Linked DNA regions of Mus musculus: all the other regions are linked to region 3. The links are chromatin contacts, called in public HiChIP or PLAC-seq and promoter capture Hi-C maps. All regions are on one chromosome and are shown on one strand. The core of a region is the stretch at or near the end of the contact, and the rest is flanking DNA. Distances in the headings are between cores, read along the strand shown. Region 1 holds the start of 5830433I10Rik (a long non-coding RNA gene). Region 2 holds the start of Prdm9 (PR domain containing 9). Region 3 holds the start of BC002059 (cDNA sequence BC002059). Region 4 overlaps Rgmb (repulsive guidance molecule family member B).

Region 1 (3,234 bases), core at 233-2,732, 1.2 Mb after region 3:
TAGGCCATCAGACTAGAGGTGGCTCGAAGGCCCAGACGCCTTTCACGTACAAGAACTAGGCATCTATTAAGTGCATTCTTGCTTGCTAGGACTTAGCCTGCCACTGCTAGTGCTGTTTTGACAGAAGAGCAACAAACTTTCCAGACTAATTACTACTGTGTAGCACTATTTATATAGATTCCTAAAACAAAGTAACATATACATACTCCCAAAGAGGAGAAAATGCTACTCGGTAACTTCGACAAACAAACGACGAGAGGGTAAGGGTTATGTTTACTGAAGCACTAACTCCTATTACTAAGAACTTCATATCCAGCTAAGGAAAGTTTTTAAATGTTCATTCGGAAAAGAGAGTAATAAAAGGTTATCATGATCTTAGCAAAACTACAAACGTCAAAACAGACAGTTTTTACCAGGTAAACCAATGGTAGAGTGGAAAAAAAAATTATATACCCAGTAAGGTACTTAAGACGCCTTGAAAAAAAACATAAAAAGGCAATACAAAGAATACACACTGTATCTTATTTTCAAGGCAAACGACGGGGACGGGGGTGGGGAGCAAGACAATATTTCCACCTCTCAAGATTTCCGCCAGAGCACTAGAGTCACCTACAAGCCAACCACGAATAAACAAAGGAGATCTCTGGCAGGGGAGGGAGAGGAAGAAGCGGGGGAAGGAGACGTCAGATCCTTCCCCAGCCAGAAAGTACCACCAAGACACACTCGGGACGCAACAGAGTTGTCCTCCGACTCCAGCAGAGACTTAACTGATTATTTCCACTCCAAAGAACAGAGGGGCCAAACAGGCTGCTGCCACCTCCGCCCGGGGGGCCGACTCTGCACCTGGATCAGGATTTCCAACCTGCAGAGCTCAGTCTCCATACCTCTGGGAGAACAGGTCACCTAAGATCCACAGCACTCAACAGTAATTCCTAACGTTAACTATTAATTCCAGCCCCGGTGAAACCGGCCGAAGTCCTCCACCTCCTCTCCGCAAAGTCTGCGCTGAGAAAGTTCACTCGCCTAGGCGCTTTCCCTTTCACCTTCCTCTCGCCCCTCAAGATGGCTTTCCCCGTCCGCTGGACTTCCTTTCCAGCCTCGCCTCCTTTCTCCGTCCGGCCCTAAGTTCTCCTCCGAGCGCCCGGACTCCGGACGCTCCCGCGTCTCAACAATAAGAGCCCCCGAAGTGGCCAGGGCTCCCTCTGCAGCCTCCTTCCCCGCCTGGCAGTTGCCGGGCTCCCGGCTAAGTTTGCCGGGCGGCGCCGCGCGGGGCCGCTGCACCTTCTCCCCGCAGCCGGGCGCCGCGGCCTCCTTCCCGCCTCCCGCTCCCGCAGCCCCGCCGCGCGCCCTCCCGGGCTCGCCCGGCCACCGCCCCCTCCCCCCCACCCGCCCCGCGCTCCCACGTGCTGGTCCCCTCCGCGCGCCGGGCAGCGCCGCCAGGCCGCTGAGGATGCGCCGGGCCGCTCTCCCACGCCCCCGGCGCCGCGCCGGGCCTCGCGGGCCTCGCCCGCTCCCGGCCTCCCCGGCCTCGCCGACCCGTCCTTACCGGCGGGCACAGGGCGAAGGGTGGCGCGGGCCGGCGCCTCGGGCGGAGGATGCCCCGCGCGGGGGCCCGCGATCCTGGATGCCCAGGCCGCGGGACCCGCGCCGCGGACGGCAGAGGGGGAGGGGAGGCAGCGGGCGGAGACGCGCGGAGCTGGGGAGCGGGTCCGACGATCAGTTCATCTCCGGGCGCCCGGGCCGAGCGGGAAGTACCGAGGGCGCCTCCTCCGTCCGCGCTCCCGCCCCGCCGCTTATCGGCCGCCGGCAGCCGCCATGACGCCAAGACCGCGATCGAGCGCAACCGTCTCCGCCGCGCGGCGCCGCCGAGGTCGCTGTCGCCTCCGCCTCCCGAGCGACGTCACCGCCTCGGTTCACTCCCCTTCCCGGCGCGCGGCGGCGGCGCGCACGCCCGGCCTTTCCGCCGACGCGCGGGGGCGGGGCGGGGCGGGGCGGGGCGCCGAGGTGGTGCACGCCCCTCGGGGAAAGCCACCGAGTCCAGCCCAGGCTCGGCCTTCGCACTCGTAACCGGCGCTACCCCTGGCGTTCGTGGGGCTCCCGGGGATGGGCGCTCTGGTCACGGCACGGATGCGCAGGGATCCAGAGCGGGGGCCCAGGACTGCCTGCGGTGGGGGCCGGCCGCGCGCGCCGGGTGTCCGGAGTCCGGTCGGAGCTGCTGCGTCACCCGGGCAGCTAGAGAACTATTGGGCAACCTAGTCGCCTCCCGCTGCGATCTTTGCCTGGGCGACCAGCGACTAAGTCTCCTCCCGGGCGGGGCTTTAGTGAAAGAGAGAAAATAGAGTTCGAGCTGCTGACCTCCCAGGACGCTCCTTGATTCGTGTGTGGGTGGCCCATGCCTGGTTCATAAAAGAACTTTTACAACTGTGCCTGCCTAGATCGCTCCCTGGAATGCGGGTGGAAGGGTGCCGTGCGGAATCGGAACTGGAGGGGCGTTGGTAACTGGATCTAAGGTGCTGCAGCTTAGTTGACAGTTACTGTCATTACTGTATCCGCAGGCCTCAGTATGTCGAAGCAGAATCTCTTCAAGCGTGGTGATGTAGCAATCTATGTACGGTTTTCAATTTTGTTTTTATTATGCTTTTTGGTTTTGAAAGAGCGTTTTATTATGTAGCCCAGGGTGGCCTCAGGGTGATCCTTCGAAGTTTAGGCATTACAGGCAGGCGTGTGCCATCACCACAAGGCTGACTGTTTTTGCAAGGATTTGGAACTTTGTTTGCTTACTTGTTTTTAAATCAAAATTCTTTCTGATTTCATTACCTGGCCTGCAAATAAAAGATTCTTTAAAGACAGTATACAAAGCCAGGCTGGTCTTCCACTTCTCCATCTCCCTGCCTCAGCCTCCGGAGTGGTAGTAAAGGAATTGCTGGTGTACCCACCTTGTGGGTCTAACTTTTTAAAGTTTTCAACTTACTTTTTGAAGTTGCATTTTCTGTAGAGACCTCTCCTTCGAAGTCAAATGAGTTTGGCTGCCATAATATCTCCAAATGATTCTTAAGCTATTTGGGAAATTTCTAATGAAAATTTAAACTTTGCCCGGCGGTGGTGGCGCACACCTTTGATCCAAGCACTTGGGAGGCAGAGGCAGGCTGATTTCTGAGTTCGAGGCCAGCCTGGTCTACAAAGTGAGTTCCAGTACAGCCAGGGCTACACAGAGAAACCCTGTCTCGAAAAACC
Region 2 (3,535 bases), core at 451-2,950, 1.4 Mb after region 3:
TCTCCACCCCTCTTATAAGCTAATTTCTATTCAGTAATAACGATTTATATTAGCCAAGGCACTCTATTATTACGCCACGAACATTTTAGTAAACCTATGTGCTTATTTATTAAAGTTATTGTTAAATTAGAGGCTTTTAAATTTTTTTTTTTTAAACTCTTTCATAGCCTAATTTTTAGGTTCTTTTCCGGAGAGCCTTATTTGTTTTGATTTTGTCTATCTATTTGATTAAGCTACTTATCTCAGGCGAGACGTGAGCTCAGGGTATGCCTGCCAAAGCTGGACTTCCGGTCCCACCCTCATCCCCGGCTTCCCGGTGCCCAGCTCCAATTGGAGATTGACTGAAACCCCACTCTAGAGCAGACCTAAGCACTTAAAGCTCTGCTCCATGGTTTTAAGACCTTTAGTAGACAGGACACAGGTCAGGTAACACAGCCTGCCACATTGAAAAAGAGGAGTCTGAAGGAACGGACGCCGCACAGAGAACAAGTGTGCGCCTGCGCGCTGGCCACTACCTGATTCGTGCAGGGGCCTGGCAATCCCAGCGAGGGGAGGGGCAGCCTGGAGAAAGCCACGGGCAGGAATTGCACCCTGACTGACAGGCAGAGCTCCGCCCTCCGCTTTTCTTGTTCCCGCCCCTCAGCCAGCTGTCTGTCAATTGGCGGATTCTCCTGTCAGTCAGCCTCGGAACTCCTCAGAGGGACGAACGCCGGCGGTGGCCTCAGAGCCGCGGGATTCTGGACCATGAGTGCAGGCGAAACCTTCAGGACCAGCGAGGCTTTCTAGGCTCAGCCCGTGAGACCCCATATCCCCTAAATTAGATTCGGACCCCCTCAGCGTGACACGCGCGCGCGCGCTCACACGCACACACCCGGTCACCTCAGCTTCTCGGGAACTCCAAACGCCCTTTGGCTGAGTGAGGTCCCAAATGCACTTGTGCGGAACCAACCCAGCCTCTGCCTGAGGAACCTGGGTAGCTCGCCTCAGAGAGACTAAGTTTCCAGACAGGAAACCTGGACTCTCAGCGTAGAGACTCTCCTAAGCCCCAAAGACCCCAGACGCCCTCGGTCTCGAGGACCTGTCTGTCACTCCAGATTGGCTTCCAGAGATCCTAAATGCTCTCGTCCCGCAGGACCCTAAATACCTCCGACGTGACAAATCCCAACTCTTCGTGACATAATCGTCAAATCTCGTCAGACTGCGAGTCTCCAAACCTTATTTCACAGCCTGAAAGACTCCTCTAGCCTACGAACCCAATTCCTTCAATCTGATGCACCCCACTCCTCAGCCCGAGGTCCCCAAAGTTAAAATCTCAGCCAGAGCGTTCCTACATTTTCACCAGAGGGACTTCAATCCCTTGTACTCGGGATTCCCGAATCCATTTACCTGAAAACATCTTTCAGACCCTGGCTGACTCCTTGGTCCAGATGAAGAGCAAGTGGGAATGGGGTGGGGGGGGACACCGGTTGGCGGGAGGAATCTTCCTTCCTTGCTGTCGCAGGTCCTGACCCGGACGGAGGGTCGGTGCCTAGGTTTAGGGCTCAGTCCAGAATCCTTGCTCCTGCACCAGAGTACTAGACCTCGGAGTCCGAAGAAGCTGCCTGTGTTGGCTGCATGGATTCCCAGCCCCTAGCTCCTTCCCATGTGCTGGTGGGCATCTCTGATCGCCTAAGGCCCTTAGTTACCTCTTCATCCATAGGACCATAGGACCCTGGACCTCTCCAGTGAAATGTCCTGCACCATGAACACCAACAAGCTGGAAGAAAATAGTCCTGAAGAAGATACAGGGAAATTCGAGTGGAAACCCAAGGTAGTACGAAGTTATCCTTGAGTCAGGAGGATCATGGGGTGGGCAGAGGCAAACAGCCTTGAGTACCAATACCATATTGATTTTTCCTATGACAAGAAGGTGGGTCCCGATATGTGAGAGAGGAAAGGCTCATTAGCAACTGCTCTGTCAGCATGAACATCCAGTGTTTGCTTAAAGAAGGTTCTGGGAATGGGAGGATAACCTTGGTCACTGAGACCACATTCCAGGGTCCCAAGCCCGGCCCAGCATGTTCCGTTTTTTGTTTTTATTTTTTTTCCCCCAGGTCAAAGATGAATTCAAAGACATTTCCATATACTTCTCCAAAGAAGAATGGGCAGAGATGGGAGAGTGGGAGAAAATTCGCTATAGAAATGTGAAAAGGAACTATAAAATGCTGATTTCAATAGGTAACAAGAAGTCTTCGGTTGAACCAGTCTAGATTAAAAAAATAAAATCTCAGTTCCCATGTTCCCATGTTATGTTAGGGTCTTCCCAGGTATCTACAGTGGTACAGTTCCCAATGGAGACAAGTTTAGAGGAAACGTGTGTGTGTGTGTGTGTGTCTGTGTGTCCAGGACTAAATGTTAGCACTGGCCCTGTAGAGATCTCATCTCCACACCCAGAGCCTACCTGGCCTTGTGATACATTTGTTCCATCCTCTAGGGCCTTTTTAAGAGGAATATTTTGCTGCTTTTCAGGTCTCAGAGCCCCTAGACCAGCTTTCATGTGTTACCAAAGGCAAGCAATGAAACCCCAAATAAATGACAGTGAGGATTCTGATGAAGAGTGGACACCTAAGCAACAAGGTGAGGAGAGGCTAGGAGAGTTTAGAAGTGAGGTGAGGGGGCAGGAGAATTTAGAAGTACCCATCGGAAACCAAGCCAGATTTAGGTTCCATAATGTCTCAGAACCAACTTCTGAAAACTGGGTGTTTCAGAATCAAGGGTCAGCAAACAAACAAGATGCAATGCAAAATTAATAGTAAGAATCTATTCCTGTACATTTTAAAATATGTGAAAACTATATGCTATTTATAAATATAATAAATATGAAATATATACAAATCTGGGCATGAACAAGAAATATCAAACCCAAAGTAGCTAGGATAAGCACCTTACCTAGTCTGTAGCCTGCGTGCTTATTATTAATCATGTAAATATGACCATGGTTGTGCAAATGTCTCTTCAAGATCTTATTTTCACTCTTTATATGTACATAAAGAAATCTAAATCATAAAGTAATTCTATTTTAATTTTTTTTTTTGAGACAGGGTTTCTCTGTGTAGCCCTGGCTTTCCTGGAACTCACTCTGTAGACCAGGCTGGCCTTGAACTCAGAAATCTGCCTGTCTCTGCCCCCCAAGTGCTGGGATTAAAGGCATGGGCCACCACGCCCAGCTCTATTTTAATTTTTGAGGGACTTACTATTTCTGGTAGCTGTGCCATTTTATATTCCCATCAAAGGTGGTCATTCAAGCATTCCAATTTGTCCTCATCCTTGCCATTACTTCTTATGATATATCACTGGGACTTTAATTTTCATTTCCCTGATAACTAATTGTGTTGAACACTTTTTTCTATGCTTGTTGGCCACTTAAATATCTGGAGAAATGTGTGCTCGTTGCATTAATTAGGTAGCTAAAGAGCTGTCAACAAAATATCATGTGCTAAATTTTTAAGCAGAAATATATTTCTTACAGTTCTAGAGGCTAGAAATCCAAAATGGG
Region 3 (3,478 bases), core at 185-2,684:
GCTTTGTCTCTAGTTGCACATGTAGCAGAGGATGGCCTAGTCAACCATCAATGGGAGGAGAGGCTCTTGGTCTTGTGAAGATCATAAGCCCAAGTACAGGGAAATGTCAGGGCCAGGAGGAGGGAATGGGTAGGTTGAGGAGCAGGGCAGGGAGAGGCTATAGAGGGCTTTGGGGATAGCATTTGAAATGTAAATGAAGAAAATATCTAAGAAAAAATAAAAGTATGCATAGATACAGTGTCTTTCAACAATAGCAGGCTATTACCTTTTAGGGAAATGGCATCAATAAGATAATGTATGATCCCGTCATTATATGCAATTTTAGCTGCTGAAGTCTATAACCTGATACACATAAATAAAGCCAATTCCCCTTGATTCAAATTTCTGAATGGCCTTATCTAGATCAATGAAGTTTGGTTCAACATAACCTCCCCAGGTGGTATACCCACCAATCTGGATTATTTTTATTCACATGCATGACTTAATTTACCTTGGCAATTGTAAATTACACCATCAGAAGCTTGTTCATAATGATGACCCCTGCAGATGATTCCCTTAAACTACAGTGTAGGAGCTAGCTATTGTCTACACTGTTTAGCCCTGAACTGTACACAGTAAACTGTTCCTCCTGTTGAGGTCTGAAGACAGAAGCCATGCTCCATATGCAAGTACTTCTCCTTCTACTGCAAAGGGCAGTACATTACATGACTAAAATGAGCAATTTTAAAACTCTCTTGTGGTACAGCCATTTAACTAATAAATTACGAAGTTTAGCAAGGTAGAGAAAGAGACTAGGACCCACGTGTCAACATACTTTGTCTCAGAAACAATTTTATAAAAAAGATGAAGCTGTTCTAAAATTAGTCCACTTTTTTTGTTATTTCAAAAAAAAAACCCACAGAGAAATATTGAAAAAAATGTACTTTAATTCACCAAACACATGAGATACATATTAAACGTAGACAAATTTAACTCGAAATGAATGACAACCAAAATGCTAAATGCCAAGAGAAGAACTTGTAGAATACACGAAAGAAACTTAGCCTGTCTGACTTTGGCATCCTGCTAAGGGTGTTTCTATACACAGGACCCTGCTCGAAAGGTTTTGTGAATATTCAGCCCAGATAGCGAAGTTATGCAGGTGCCACCGTTGGGTCCAGAAGCGGCTAAAACCACGAGGCAACTCACAGGTGCCTGCATGTAGCTGCTGGTTCCGACCCAGCCTTCCGTAGGACCCAGCACACCCGATCCCGCTCCTCACCTCTGTGGGAAGTGACAATATCCTCATCATGTCGCACTTTCAGAACTTGCCTGAGTTTCCTTCACAGTACCCAGCAGCACACAGGAGAAATCACTTAAGCCTGCTTAATTACAGGGAACCAGAGAAAAGGGTTCCGGAAGAACCACCCTCCTCTTATGACAGGCAGGTCCCACAGGGAAACAGGAAAATGCATTCCGGAAGAACCACCCTCCGCTTTTGACTGGCAGATCTCCCGGGGAACCAGCAAAATGCATCCGGAAAAACTACCCTCCTCTTATGACTGACAGATCCTCCTTGATGCCGTGATTGGCCAGTAAATCTTGAGTGACAGGAGCAACTCTCAGGGTGAGAGGGTGCAAACGCAACTCGGAATAGTGGTTTATTGCACAGGCTTCCAATCTAGACGCACACCTATTCTAGATCAGCAGAGAGATGTATTTTGGTAGCAATTGTCCCAGGTTTCCGATAGCCTACACGCCAGCCTTTGCCGCCCCATCTCTCCAGCTCACCTCTGATTGGCTGCGTGCTCCTCCCCTTTGTGGGCTGTGACCTTGTTCTCAAGAGCCAGGACTCAAATTCTTGCCTGTGAGTCCACTGCCCTCAGAAGGTGCTTCCTCTTATTGCTAGTGGAATGAAGCATATTACTAAAGTTGCAGTGGAGTGAAAAATCTGTCTCACAAGTGGAAGGGTTCCCAGTTTAACTGCTAATTAAAGAGTGACTTTAAGAACCAACGTTTTGTATTGTGGCTTCTTACTGGGTTCAGGTAAATTGCACAAACTTTCCAGCTGGAGCTCTATTGTTATTCTATAATCTACTATTCTATTGTCTATTCCTCAGTAGGAAAGTGCTAAAAAATAAAATAAAATAATAAAGTAAAACCCAAAACACAGGTGTACTAGGAAAATGCTCTAGGGTCTCTCTATGTATGTGGAAAGTGGATTTATTAGTATGGCTCCCAAGCTGATAGCCAACTCTTGCAACTATAACTCTATACTGAAAGACTCCGAGAGGAGCCCCTCGCTCAGGCCTCAGGACAATAGCGGACACCCAAGAACTCACGACAGACCGAGCTTGTTGCAAACCACATGAGGCTTTATTCGGGGAAAGCCAGAGCTCTGGGGACGACTCATATCCCACGCAGGGGTAGAGGAGTCGTCCTCGAGGGGAAAGAGTTCCCAGTTTTTATAGGCCCTCAGGGGGGAAAGGAGAAGGGGGAGATTAGGGGATTTCCAGATCTAAACAATGTCTATTCTCAAGAAATGGGTATGGGAGGGGTACAAGGAAAGAGTCTAATGAAGGTGCAGCAATGGGCACACACCTGGTCAGAACTTTGGCAGACACACAGGTTCAAGGAGTGGCCAGAGCATTGTGCACCTCTATTTTTCTAAATCAGTGAAGCTAGTTCTGCTAACACTGACGTCTATCTTGCCAATTTCAGGGCTTCTGTGTCCTTTTACATTCTGCCAGGATCTTTCAATACCAATGGGAAGTTGAGCAATCCAGTGGTTGTTCAGTCCATGTGGCTGAATGTCTCAGCTGGTTTTCAGTATATATCATAATATGTATAGGAATAAAACGTAACAACTGTAAGGGACCTAGAAAGTATTTAACAAATACATGTAATCATAAAAGTCGCCACAAAATCCATACTGGAGGTAAACCTTAAACATTTAAAGAATGTGGGAGAGCCAGCACTATAGTATCCCTGACTGAAGACATAAGAAGATGTATGCCAGCCAGGTGTGGTGGCACACGCCTTTAATCCCAGCACTCGGGAGGCAGAGATAGGCAGATTTCTGAGTTTGAGGCCAGCCTGGTCTACAGAGTGAGTTCCAGGACAGCCAGGGGTATACAGAGAAACCCTGTCTCAAAAAAAAAAAAAAAAAAAAAAAAAAAAAAAAAAAAGAAAAAAAACAAGAGAAAACAAAACAAAGCAAAAGATGTATACAACTGAAAATCTTGAAAAACAAATCCCTTAACTAGTATCAGTTAGTTTACTCTTCTGAGATTTAGGAAAACAAAATATCTTTCAAAATATGAAAATGACTAGAAACTTATATTCCATCCTTGTGAATGATCAGAATTGTCAACCAGACAATCAATCATACACATGATACAAATTCCTTATTATTTTTCTGCAAAAAAATTTACTAAAGAATTATTGGAAAATAAGCAATGTACTCATTAATGTTTCAGTTTGAACAATCAAATATAGA
Region 4 (3,609 bases), core at 831-3,330, 1.1 Mb after region 3:
TTTCCTTGACTTGCTGGCTGGAAAGAGAGGCAGGCAGGTGCGCCTTAACCAGTGGTACCCAAACTGTGGGCTGTGACCTCTTGAGCATCTCAAACACCTTTTTCACAAGGGGTGGCCTTAGACCATTGGAAATCACAGATATTTCTATTATGATTCATAACAGTAGCAAAATTACAGTTATGAAGTAGCAACAAATAATGTCATGGTTGAGGTCACTACAACACAAGGAACTATATTTATATTAAAAGGTCACAGCATTAGGAAGGTTGAGAGCCGCTCGCTGTTCTTCATTTTATAACAGCCCTTAAGTTCCTTTTGTCTTTCGTATGTGGTAGCTGCTCTCCCTCTCTTCCTTATAGACCCTGTGGGTGGTGGAGATCTCTGGAGTGAGATTAAAAATGAATGAGGAAAGCTAGAGTAGTTTGTCTAAGGCGGGGTTAAGAGGAACTACATGGAGGAGGTTTAACAAAAGACATCGATGTTTTAAATGCACAGAAATGCCACCCATCAATAATAAATGGTGTGGCATGAGCAGATGTGACAAATTGAGTTATTACTGAATATGGATCAGTTAGTGGAGGGGAAGCAAGCAGCATGGCCGGTGTTTTACAGTTTCTAAGTGCTAAGTGAAAGCTGTAAACAACTTGAATACCCATTTTAGGATTGTGATGGCTGCTATGTGAACATTCTTAAGGTTTGGAATTTGCAAAAATTCCAGTGAAATTTTGTATATTTTTAAAGTGAGAATTAGTACGGACGAACAGCTTTGCTTTCCTGGAGAGGTAGACAATCTAAAATGGATTTCATGCTGGTCACAGCTGAGTGCTTGCTTGTTGAGAGCTTGTGTTGTAATTGTTCTGAGGAGTGGCATGGAATTACAAAACTCAAGTCATGTGAAACTGCTACCCAGAGTTTTTTCTACACTGCATTGATTATGAATCTAGGTCCCTGCTCAGGTACACACTTAAACTACAAGGGACTTCTCAGGGACCCTTCCCCATGCTCTGAGGTTCTTTCAGCCCCTTGCCATGTTGATTCAACAGATAATTCTACACACATGGCCAACTGAAAGATAGCACTGTAATTTTATCAGACAGAAAGTCTCATCAAGTAAAATGAGTAGACAAAATCTATAAGGTAGAGTAGAATATTCGATAGGTACAGGCCCAAGAGAACACTAGTTTTCCATGTGCCCTGCTGTATCACAGAGGATAAGTGGGTGAGGGGTGTTTAAAACTAGTCCTGAGTTCCACGTTGGAATTGCTGTGCCTAATGAAAACGGCAGGCTTGGTTAAACATGAAACTATTCCACTCATCTTAGCATTGACTCCTGTGTGTCTTTTTTGGTAACTGGTTTGCAATTGGATAGCTCTGCTTTGTTGCCCCAACAAAACTGAATTCCTTTTCTCTCTTCCTAATGTGAACAAAATGTTCATAGTCCTTGCATGCAATGCCAAGTTGGTTTAAACAAGTTTGTTAGACCAGAAAGACACGTTACTGAGTTGTTGGATTTTCTCAGTTTTTGACTGTGTTTCAGCTGAGCCGATCTGTGCTCAGGACTATGTGAAACAATGTTACTGACTTTGCTCTTAGCTGTCTGTGTTGGTTAACCTTCAGTGTTTTCTATCCTTCCCCCAGTGTTTCCAGGTACGGAATTTACTTGAATTTAATCTTTTCACCTCCTAGCAATCCCAGCTTGTCTTAAAAAAGGACTTGTCAAACTGACTTTAGAGCCACCAAATAAATGTGTTTTATAGTCTCCTTAGATACCCACCTCAGACCGCCTCACAGGGGAAGGTCCCATGGTTAGAGTCAGCAGTTCTCCTCAAGTCATCTCTAGTCACCTTCTCTGGCTTGTAAAGAAGGTGTTGAAATGTGAGAAGGGCTGGTCGTCGTGAAATCAAATTGTGGCTCTGGGTAATTAGGGGAGAAAGCCCAGGGTTTCACAGCACATTGTCTGGCTTTCAGTTGCAGCTGCAAACAACGGATATGAACTTAGCCAGTTGCTGCAGTGCAGCTGCCTCAGAGCTGGGCTTTGTAACTGGCTGAAGTCAAATGAAATGACTGGAAAATTCCAGTCAAGTACCACCAGTGGGAACATGTGGAATTAAATAGTGTGAGCAACTGCTGGCTGACTTGGGGAGAAACTTCAGACGTGAGCTTGAGGGTGGTAGTCAGGATTTGGGGGGCATTTCTGGCCTCTTAAACAAGGGTCCATTGTTTTGACTAGTTTCCTTGCAGGAGCTAAGTCTCACGGCATCAGAGTTTCGTGGAGTGTGTGGCTTATCTGCCTTCTTGACTCAAGTCACCCAGTCCTTTATTCTTTTTTTTTTTTAATTTAAAAAAAAAAACCGGAACAAACAAACTTACTGCATAACTGGCTCTGTAACAAACTGCTACTGCGTAAACTGAATCTCAGAGGCTCTGTCAGATGGTGCTGGGGGAGGGGCACACAGAACTCTGCCCCTTCCTACTTAACCTGTCCCCTCAGAAGCTGACTGCAAAACTGGGAACAGGTTCATTTGCTACAGTTTTTTATAATTGTTATAACAAAAGGATTCCGCAAGGACAAGAGCGGTCTTACTGAGGAAGGTTTTGTATTTATCAATGGGTAAGGGTTTTTTTTCCCTCTCTGAACTATTTGCTTCATTTGGAAAATTAAGAGCTTACTGGGAAAAGCTGTGAGGAGTCAGGCCCCTGGTGGAGTTTAAGGAAACCATCTTCTGTTCCGAGGTTTGGAGCATGTTATCTCTGCCAGTGCTTGAGAGCCATGCTTGCCAAATAATTCCCTGTCACAGGGATTAAGCACTTATGCAAAACATTTGATTAAGAGACTTAAAGAGATCTCTCCCGAGGCACATGATTGGTAGTTGTTGCGGATACCCCACCCCCACCCCCAAAGAGCCTCTGTCTTGTCTCTCAGTATTTATATTAATAGTGATGAGTCGTGCAAAATGGAGATAGTCAGTGAATGATCTCTGTAGAAGGCAGGGCTCTGTTAGATATATCATTAATTAAGCCCCTAGAAGCTTCTGTTCATCTTAGCCAGGAACCTCCACCCTCACCCCAACTATGCTCTACTTTAGTTAGTTTTAGAAGGAGACAAATAAATGTACTGTTCCCAAGGCTCGCTCCAAAGCAGGCGTAGGGAGCTCTGCTGTGGAGTGGCGCCCTCCCCCCAGCTGTGTTAACTTGTGCATCTTCCACCCCACAGGTCACGATTATCTTCAAAGCACAGCACGAGTGCACGGATCAGAAGGTGTACCAAGCTGTGACAGATGACCTGCCGGCCGCCTTTGTAGATGGCACCACCAGTGGGGGGGACGGTGACGTGAAGAGTCTTCACATCGTGGAGAAGGAGAGTGGCCGCTACGTAGAGATGCATGCCCGCTACATAGGCACCACAGTGTTTGTGCGACAGCTGGGTCGCTACCTAACCCTCGCTATCCGGATGCCCGAAGACTTGGCCATGTCCTATGAGGAAAGCCAGGACTTGCAGCTGTGTGTGAATGGCTGCCCCATGAGTGAATGCATTGATGATGGACAAGGCCAGGTGTCTGCTATCCTGGGGCACAGCCTGCCTCACACCACCTCAGTGCAGGCCTGGCC

What was found. HiChIP or PLAC-seq counts read pairs in DNA pulled down with a chosen protein or histone mark. Capture Hi-C pulls out chosen DNA fragments and counts their contacts.
Region 1: a contact with region 3 is called in an H3K27ac HiChIP or PLAC-seq map of thymic regulatory T cells, with 10 times the contacts expected there. The contact joins the promoter of 5830433I10Rik here to the promoter of BC002059 in region 3. A contact is called at or near these places in 4 of 39 promoter capture datasets (hippocampal neurons, pre-B cells, second pharyngeal arch cranial neural crest and 1 more), 1 of 484 Hi-C or Micro-C datasets (uterus) and 9 of 115 datasets of contacts at active chromatin or transcription factors (the NIH/3T3 cell line, embryonic limb bud, embryonic stem cells and 5 more).
Region 2: a contact with region 3 is called in a promoter capture Hi-C map of liver, with 3 times the contacts expected there. The contact joins the promoter of Prdm9 here to the promoter of BC002059 in region 3. A contact is called at or near these places in 2 of 39 promoter capture datasets (cranial neural crest and embryonic stem cells), 2 of 115 datasets of contacts at active chromatin or transcription factors (astrocytes and stem cell-derived neural progenitor cells) and 1 of 9 other capture datasets (liver).
Region 4: a contact with region 3 is called in an H3K4me3 HiChIP or PLAC-seq map of stem cell-derived neural progenitor cells, with 7 times the contacts expected there. The contact joins the enhancer-like site here to the promoter of BC002059 in region 3. A contact is called at or near these places in 2 of 15 datasets of contacts at CTCF or cohesin (the NIH/3T3 cell line and large pre-B cells), 1 of 484 Hi-C or Micro-C datasets (bone marrow-derived macrophages) and 2 of 115 datasets of contacts at active chromatin or transcription factors (fibro-adipogenic progenitors and stem cell-derived neural progenitor cells).

What each region holds. Positions count from the first base shown.
Region 1 is chr17:15,703,625-15,706,858 of GRCm38.p6, reverse strand. It overlaps 5830433I10Rik (a long non-coding RNA gene), which reads left to right and starts at 1,482. Exons shown (of 2, transcript XR_001782213.2): 1 at 1,482-2,545. It overlaps Chd1 (chromodomain helicase DNA binding protein 1), which reads right to left and starts at 1,892. Exons shown (of 36, transcript NM_007690.3): 1 at 1,547-1,892.
Region 2 is chr17:15,561,496-15,565,030 of GRCm38.p6, reverse strand. It overlaps Prdm9 (PR domain containing 9), which reads left to right and starts at 1,700. Exons shown (of 10, transcript NM_144809.3): 1 at 1,700-1,810; 2 at 2,094-2,217; 3 at 2,509-2,616. The coding sequence starts at 1,742.
Region 3 is chr17:16,949,492-16,952,969 of GRCm38.p6, reverse strand. BC002059 (cDNA sequence BC002059) reads right to left here and starts at 1,434. Exons shown (of 3, transcript NR_166921.2): 1 at 1,262-1,434.
Region 4 is chr17:15,807,407-15,811,015 of GRCm38.p6, reverse strand. It overlaps Rgmb (repulsive guidance molecule family member B), which reads left to right. Exons shown (of 5, transcript NM_001372257.1): 5 at 3,215-3,609. Among named protein-coding and RNA genes, the nearest start is that of Rgmb, 22 kb to the left of the region's middle. Within about 2 kb of position 2,080, at least 90 of the 459 cell types and tissues checked have an H3K27ac peak or open chromatin away from gene starts, as enhancers often do. A contact at or near this core is called in stem cell-derived neural progenitor cells, where this site is marked.